3 separate regions of the Mus musculus genome follow, and all the other regions are linked to region 3. The links are chromatin contacts, called in public Hi-C maps. All regions are on one chromosome and are shown on one strand. Each heading gives the region's core, a stretch centred on a gene start, on an enhancer-like site or on the middle of the called end of the contact. The rest is flanking DNA. Distances are from core to core; before and after follow the strand shown. Region 1 holds the start of Fam50b (family with sequence similarity 50, member B). Region 2 overlaps Slc22a23 (solute carrier family 22, member 23). Region 3 overlaps Gm40908 (a long non-coding RNA gene).

The links. Hi-C and Micro-C count contacts between places; a contact is called where the count stands out from the background.
Region 1: a Hi-C map of liver shows a contact between it and region 3, with 4 times the contacts expected there. The contact joins the promoter of Fam50b here to the enhancer-like site in region 3. A contact is called at or near these places in 2 of 39 promoter capture datasets (both in liver), 4 of 484 Hi-C or Micro-C datasets (all in liver) and 3 of 115 datasets of contacts at active chromatin or transcription factors (hepatocytes, liver and pancreatic cancer cells).
Region 2: a Hi-C map of stem cell-derived neural stem cells shows a contact between it and region 3, with 2.8 times the contacts expected there. The contact joins two enhancer-like sites. A contact is called at or near these places in 1 of 15 datasets of contacts at CTCF or cohesin (the NIH/3T3 cell line), 12 of 484 Hi-C or Micro-C datasets (cerebellum, embryonic stem cells, immediate neuronal precursor and 5 more), 8 of 115 datasets of contacts at active chromatin or transcription factors (astrocytes, embryonic stem cells, extraembryonic endoderm stem cells and 4 more) and 2 of 9 other capture datasets (adipose tissue and embryonic stem cells).

What each region holds. Positions count from the first base shown.
Region 1 is chr13:34,733,600-34,736,299 of GRCm38.p6, forward strand. It overlaps Fam50b (family with sequence similarity 50, member B), which reads left to right and starts at 1,251. Exons shown (of 2, transcript NM_001382856.1): 1 at 1,251-1,309.
Region 2 is chr13:34,192,263-34,194,962 of GRCm38.p6, forward strand. It overlaps Slc22a23 (solute carrier family 22, member 23), which reads right to left. Exons shown (of 10, transcript NM_001382849.1): 8 at 1,132-1,164; 9 at 1-17. Among named protein-coding and RNA genes, the nearest start is that of Gm52037, 4.3 kb to the right of the region's middle. Within about 2 kb of position 1,374, at least 83 of the 459 cell types and tissues checked have an H3K27ac peak or open chromatin away from gene starts, as enhancers often do. A contact at or near this core is called in oligodendrocyte precursor cells, pancreatic cancer cells, stem cell-derived neural stem cells and 1 more, where this site is marked.
Region 3 is chr13:34,459,793-34,462,492 of GRCm38.p6, forward strand. The region is part of intron 2 of Gm40908 (a long non-coding RNA gene); the gene reads right to left. Among named protein-coding and RNA genes, the nearest start is that of Gm40908, 21 kb to the right of the region's middle. Within about 2 kb of position 1,334, at least 40 of the 459 cell types and tissues checked have an H3K27ac peak or open chromatin away from gene starts, as enhancers often do. A contact at or near this core is called in hepatocytes, liver, oligodendrocyte precursor cells and 3 more, where this site is marked.

The DNA.
Region 1 (2,700 bases), core at 1-2,500, 270 kb after region 3:
CCTATACTACACAAATGCCCCACTCTTAGATAGCTTAGTTTTAGTCTCATCACCCAGAAGGAAAATACAACGGCTTTTCCCAAAATTATCCCTTACCAGATGGATGCCTAACAACCATCAGAAGCTCGATCAAATGGAGGCAAACATGCTCATGTCTGGCTATTATGATTGCAGCGCAGGACATAGCTGCTGGGCTGGACATTTTACAGTGGGCATCAGACTGAAAAGAGAAATAGCCCAGGAAAGAACATGGCAATTAGTAAGCCTTCCTGTGAATATAACCAGCTCACCAAGCAGACTCAGGGGACAGAGACTAAGAGATTCGAGGGCAAGACCCCTCAGTAGGAGTGTCAAGATTAAAATGTTGTTAGTCATTGTGGTATTGGGTGGCTTCCAGGAATGTATCCAACAGCTATTTAAAGAGCACTTTAAAGAATTGAGTCATGGTGTAGCATATCCACTGCTAATGGAGGCTGAGGCAGGAAGATTGGAAGTTAGAGGCTAGCCTGGGCTGCATAGGAAGACTCTGTCTCAAAAACAAAAACAAAAACACAGCAAACAAACAAAGAAGAACATTTCATAGAAATTTGAAATCCCTTGAAATTGAGTAGCTCACACATGAAAGAAATTACTAGGTTTCTTGCCCCAGTTAGAGGGCTTTTGTAGAGTTTCCCCATATTCAATAGTTTTAAGACAACACCACACTGAAGTTGTGAGCTCTGAAATATTTTCTCTTTTTTTTTCTATTTATTTATTTATTGAGGAATAAAGTTCTATCATTTTATATCCTTATAAAATTTTGAAATTAAAAAGCTTTTCTAAAACCTGAAAGTTATTCTGATCAACCATACTATACCACATGCAAAATGGAGTCAGAGCTTTCTGTCTCCTCTGTAGCTAAGATCACTAATGAGTTATTGTATGAAAAGGCAATAAAATCATGCTGTCTGGAGAGTGCCAATACTTTCAGACTAGTGTATCACGTAAACTCTTTAGTAACAACCTACACACAAAAATTTAATCTGTAATAATCAAAGGCCCAAGTGAGCAACGACAGTCCAGGAAAACTTCATGGGAGGATTGCATTTCAGTTGTCAGGAGATCAGACGCTGGCAGCAGGACTGCATCCATCAGTCAGTCCAAGTCGGCAGTTATACATGACCACCACCTGATTGGCCCAATCTCTGTCCTGATTGGTTAGAGCCTGCCCTAGCAGTTGGCCAATGTTTTGCATATTTTCTGTGTCAGTTAGAACAAACAATATTCGCAAAAGCACCAGAAGGAAGAGTCTTGGCTCATACATCAAAAGGTGAGGGGACTGGCTTGAATCCAGCTGGGGCAGATGTGGGAGGTACAGCTCTTTAAACTCGAGTAAAACCAATTGTGAAGGGAGTTGAATGTTAGAGGAAAGGAATTTGTCCATTATCCTGCAAGCAGGGGAGACTAATGAGCCCTATCGGTGACATAATATCAACATTTTTATTGTAATTTAGGAATCACAAACTAGCAGGAAGGAGGAAGATGCCTTAAAGGGCTATGACATATGCACTAGGAAAATAGAAATTGGGGCTTGTTCTCTCTATTGGTTGCTTTTCACTGCTGTGTCAAAAGCAACCTAAGGAGGAGGAAAGGGTTTATTTTGATTGACTGTTTGACTCACATTTAATCCTGACAGCAAGTTGGCAGAAGCACGGAGTCATGTTGTTTCTGTAGTCAGAAAGCCGAGCAAGATAAGGACTGCGTTCATCTGCCTTTCCCTATTTCTCCTTTCTACTAGGTCTGAGACTCACGCCCATGGGCATGGTAAGGCCATGTTCAAGATGGTTTGTCTTTCCTCAGTTAAATCTTTCTGAAAATACTCCCACCAGACAACATGCCAAGAGCTGTGTATCCTAAGGTTCCAAATCCTGTTAGTTGACAAGATTAACCATTACATGAGTCTCACCTCCTTAACTCAGGTCTGATACTGTTAGCTTATAGTACTGAAAGCATACTGAAGGCTTCTTGTCTCTGCTAGATTGCTCTGAACTCCTCTTTTCTGCCACTGCAGCAGTAGGTGGTTATAGCCAAGTGTCTTCATGCTGGGTACCTGAGGATGTCTGTTCTCTCTCTCTCCCCCCCCCCTCTCTCTCTCTCTCCCTCCCTCCCTCCCTCCCCCTCTCTCTCTCCCTCTTTCCTCTCTCTCTCTCCCTCTCTCCCTCCCTCTCTCTCTCTCTCCCTCTCTCTCTCCCTCTCCCCCCCCTCTCTCTGACTACTCCAATGCAGAGGCAGTAAACTTGACATATAGAACTGTTGATACCCAGAGTGACTATCAGCCACAGAGACTAGGAAGGAGGACTTAGATAAATGCTTTCTTCATCCCATGGTGCTGGAATTTATTTCAGAGGGCTCCCCAGAGTTCCTATAGTATCTAGCATTTCTGTCCTCTAGACTTGGAGTGGAATGTGTTGGTCCCAGATTGACACTTCTAGATTGCAGTAGAATGTTGAAGTTGTGGGACCTAATGGGGACTGTGAGACACTGGTGCCCTTCTCTTTCTCTCTGCTTCCTGGCTGTCCTGTCATAGCTTCCTCTGCTATGCACTCCTGCTATGACATACTGCTTCACTACAGCCTCCAAACAGTGAGGTCAATTGACCATAAGGTGAAGCTCTCAGAAATATGAGTCAAAGTAACCTCACTCCCCACATAAGCTCTCATC
Region 2 (2,700 bases), core at 124-2,623, 270 kb before region 3:
GACGCTGTCACTCATCCCTGAAGGAGAATCCAAAGAAGGCGACCATGAGGTAGGAGAAAAAGGAAAAGAACAGAAGCCAGGCAAGGGGTGAGCTGAGACGAGAATGGGGGAAGGGAAGCCAGGGATATCCCAGGAGCTCGCTCCTCCCCAATGACTAGTTTGTGATACAGTTGGGCATGCAGTGGCCTTTGGGTGAGCAGTCCTCTAGGCCGAGGAGCCTGGAGTCCTTTAAAGCGTTCTCTTGGTGTCTGTTAGTGCCTTGGACACTAAGCATGCTGAGCTCACAGTGGCCAGTAGAATTACTCAGCCAGAAGCTATGCCAGGCAGGCTAAGGTTCTCCTGTTGCCACAGTGCTAAGGTGCCCACTATCTGCCCTGGATTCCAGGCTGCAATCTCAGGGTGGACCCACCCAACCCAGAGTCAGTGCTGATTTAAGTATAGAAAAACTACACATGACCCAAATGGAATAATTCATGGGCCCCGAGGGGAGGGAAAGCATTCAGCAGTCTCTATGCCTACAGGTGGCACTGGAGCCTAGCTAGCACGAGGCAGTACTGCACACAGTGTTGGCATGCGTAGGGGCTGTGCTTCTCAGCTCAGCTTAGTTTCCCTCAGGGCTGCATGGAGGGCAAGTGCTGTCATGGGCACTGGTAGCATGGGTTTGGTGGGGGCAGGCAGGTTTCATAGCAGCATGGGATATAGGGCAGCACCTCTGCTGTTCTCCCTCCCCCCTCCCCCATTGGAGAGCAGCAAGCTTGCATGAGTCATGAGGAGATAATGGCTCTCCCTGCAGCAAGGACGACCAAGCCCCAACCCTCCCACCTTCTCATCCTGACTAGCTGCTGACCAAGGACAAAAGCACTGGTGCTGGATCGGGGGCTGGGAGGGCATGCAAGCCAAGCTGCGCACAACCAGGGAGACAAGAGTGGCTTCCTCTAGCACAAGATGGGGATAGAGAATACAAATATATGCTTATAGTGTCCAACCTACGGCCAACTTCAGCTGCAATTCTTGAAGGGCAAAGAATGGAAGGGAGAGAGGAAACAGAAACCGATTGGTGAGTCCTTGTGGCAACTCTTGTGCGGACGTAATAGAAGCCAAGGAAGCCCAGGGAGAATCTTCAGTACTCACCTGAGTCTGGATGCTGGCTGTATTTGCCGATCACTGGAGCCGCGATGGGATGGACGCACCCACATACACAGGGTAACGAGAGTGGGAAAGAGGAAGAAGGCTTGTGAGGTATAGGGTGGCTGCCGAGTGTTCCCACATGAATTGTTTCTATGTGAACTTCCTTTTAAGTCTGAGTTGGTGCTGGCTGCCTGGGCAGTGGAATTCACACTGGACTAAACAAAGACCTTTTTGTTTGAAGAGAGGGCTAAGGCCCTATTTGCCACGGGGTCTGGGAGACAACACAATCCTGCAGAGAGGATCCAAGCGGACCTGAACAGAGCCTCTCTGCATAGAAAGTTATTCAAGTGGTACTCTTGGTCTGTGCCATGGGGTATTGCTCACAGTGAGAAGGCCTATCAGGCCACATTTATGCTTCTCCAAACCCAACTCTTCATAACTCCTGCCTTTTGCCCGGAGTCCCTGTGGCATTCCTGTTCAATACCAAAGAGGGCAGGTGGGATACTCTGGGTGCTGAGGGACCCTGACATATTTGTCTCAACTGAGTAAGCTGGACGGAGGCTTTCTGAAAGGTCAGCTAGGCAGTGTCCACCCAGGGCGACAGAGAACAGCTATTGGTTTTCTATCTTTGTTATCACCCAAGCATGATAGATAAGAACACAATTACATTAGGAAAACCACCTGTTTTGAAACCAGCTCTTCTGTAACCCAGTCTGCACCAAGGCTGTCATGACTTGTGGTGCAGGGGACAATAGGTACGTTTCACTATGCAGCTGGGGTAAGCTTTCCTCCAAAGAGGGGTGTTCAGTGGCACCCATTTCCCTGTGTTCTGAGCCTGTCCCAGGGAAGGGGTCTAGCATGAGAAGATGCCAGTGGTCTGCACTGTGTTCTGGGCAGGTGGGAAGGAGGCAGTGGGATTTTTTGTACTTAGGTGAGTGGTTATTTATGAGGATTGCACAGCAGTTAATGAAGGACTAAGTGGGCTCTCTAGATTTGTTTTAAGGTGATATGTGACATTTACCGAATACTTTGATAAATGATAAATTTGGGAAAATCAATAGAAAAACTGTGTCCCACACAAGAATGCCCAGACTTTCACTCTATTGTTGAAGAAGGACATGTCTGTCCTCCTTATGTGAAAAGCATACAAACGGTCTGCCCATAGTGAAGCCATGTTTACAGGGACACACACAGAGGCTTGGGAGTTACAGTGCCTCCAGAGAGCTCTTCTTTGGGGCCATAGGCCTGTGGCCTATGTGGGTGGGAGGAAGAGGGGAGGCCTAGCAGTTCACAGAGTCAGAGGACAGTATGTTCTACTAAAATTCCATCCTTCCTGAAGCAAGTTCTTGTGGCTATCGATTTCAGAATGACACTCTCAGGACATAGAAAACTTCTCTCAAGTCTCATCTAGTCCTTCCATTATAGTTTTGATCTTTAAAGTCCCCCAAAGGCCATTATGTTGAAGGCTTGGTCTCCACCCAGGGCAGTATGGGGAAGCAGACCTTTAGGAAGTAGAGCGTCATGGGCGCAGAGTCATGTACTTGAAGGTGAGCTCTCAAAGAGGACATTGGG
Region 3 (2,700 bases), core at 84-2,583:
CCCTTGATCTTTGACAAAGGAGCTAAAACCATCTAGTGGAAAAAAAGATAGCATTTTCAAGAAATAGTGTTCCTTCAACTGGTGGTCAGCATATAGAAGAATGCAAATTGATCCATTCTTATCTCCTTGCACAAAGCTCCAGTCCAAGTAGATCAAGGACCTCCACATGAATCCTGATACACTGAAACTAATAGAAGTGAAAGTGGGGAAGAGCCTCGAACACATGGGCACAGGGGAAAATTTCCTAAACAGAATACCAATGGTTTGTGCTCTCAGATCAAGAATCGACAAATGGGACCTCATAAAATTGCAAAGCTTTTATAAGGCAAAAGACACTGTCAATAGGACAAAATGGCAACCAATAGTTTTGGAAAAGATCTTTACCAACCCTACATCTGATAGAAGGCCAATATCGAATATATACAAAGAACTCAAGAAGTTAGACTCCAGAGAACCAAATAACCCTATTAAAAATGAGGTACAGAGCTAAACAAAGGATTCTCAACTGAGGAATACCAAATGGCTGAAAAGCACCTAAAGAAATGTTCACCATCCTTAGTCATAGGAAATGCAAATCAAAACAACCCTGAGATTCCACCTCACACCAGTCAGAATGGCTAATACCAAAAACGCAGGTGACAGCAGATGCTGGTGAGGATGTGGAGAAAGGTTGGTGGGATTGCAAGCTGTTACAACCACTCTGGAAATCAGTTCGGCAGTTCCTCAGAAAATTGGACATAGTATTACCTGAGGACACAAGTATACCACTCCAGGGCATATACCCAAAAGGTGCTCCAACATATAACAAGGACACACACTCCACTATGTTCATAGCAACCTTATTTATAGTAGCCAGAAGCTGGAAAGAACCCAGATGTCCTTCAACAGAGGAATGAATACATAAAATGTGGTACATTTACACAATGGTATACGACTCAGCTATTAAAAACAATGAATTCATAAAATTCTTAGGCAAATGGATGGAACTAGAAAATATCATCCTGAGTGAGGTAAAAGTCACAAAAGAACACATATGGTATGTACTCATTGTTAAGAGGATGTTAGCCGAAAATAGTCTTCTAAAAGGTGCTTCTTCCTGACCTCCTAACCTCCTGTGGTTGTTGCTCAGAACTAAAACAATTAATTCCCTGAGGCTGCCAAGAAGTGGCTGCTGCCTCTGGATCAGGAGACCAGAGCCACTTCTGTGACAGTATGTAGGAAATAAGTGCCATGGTTGCTTAACAAAGGTCACCTGTCCTCAGGGAGCTTATCTCCACAGTGGGAGAGCACATTCCTGAAAGTCCAGTGATATCTGGGCTGCTGGCTACCTGAGGGGAGTGAATCAGTCTGTGGCCAGCCGGCAGGATTCTGGAGCCATTCTGAAGAGCTCTCTGATTCTGTAAGATAAACAGAATCAGAGTCCTGGGAGTCACAATGGGAGTGGCACAGGAGGGTTGTGATCAGTGCATAGGCGCAGAGAGCAGAACAGACAGCCGTGTCCATTCATGCTATCTGACCACACCCCAGTTTCCTCATCTACGAGGCTGAAAGGGTTTGAGTCCCTTTACCACTATGCTGCCATGAGAATCAAGCGGGAAGTATACCTAAAGAGCTTACAACAGTGCCTAGAACACAGCAATGTGCTGAATGTGAGGGTTCCCGCAGTCCAGCACAGGGTGTTAATTCCTCATGATCTGTGAAGTCAAGTATTATATGTACAACTGCATTTTACAGGGGACCAAAAAAAAAAAAAAACCAGAAAGAAAGAAAGAAAGAAAGAAAGAAAGAAAGAAAGAAAGAAAGAAAGAAAGAAAGAAAGAAAGAAAGAAAGAAAATGGATTTGGAAGGAACTCCCACGGTCACACAATAATGGGTGGAAGGCAATCAATTTAAATCTGATGGGCTCTGGAAGTAAGATCTGTCATGGAGGTAACACCAAGCAACAGCATTCTTAGGAAGATGGACTGACCTGTGTGATTGACATCTATGTGCCTCTGCTGACGACTCCCATCCCCAAGGGTGAGAATGTGTCTGTTTAGCTCATCAGTGCCCCCCACCCCCGCAATATCCAGTACAATACACACCAGGTATGCAAAGAGCAAGTAAGTGAGCTACCAAAGGGATGCTCATTTGACCTAAGTTCTGTCAGTCACACAGGGCATATGAGTGCCTTGATTACCAGGAAGAATGAGGGAAACTGATAGCTGAAGCTAGGCTAACCTGGAATCTGACCGTTAGGCTTTTGATCCCCCCACCCATCTTGAGCTGAATTCTTGAGGAATAGGAGCCAATTTAACGCAGGGGATTCTGAGAGAAAGAGGAGCACTAGGCCCTGTTAGATTGTTCTGTTATTTTCTCTTGAGCTGAGGCAGGAGAATGTGAATTTTGAGAAGCCTAAACTACTCCCTTCTTGTACCTGAATCTTGTTGCTATCACTCTAATGGGTCACCCTGTCACACACGAGGTCGTGGAGCTATAACAACTCCCACTGGGCACTGCCTTCTAGATTGTCCTTGTCCTTTGCTCCTCTGGTCTGTGCCAGAACAGTCTGGTCAGTGTCATGTTGTTTCAGACAGTGTCTTGTAGCCTAAGATGCAGTATTTGCTGAGTCAGCCAGTTCTCTCTGCACCGTGCTATGCAACAAACACAGTCCTAGCATGCCATTCTTGGCTCTGTATGTTTCATCGCATGGCAACTGTC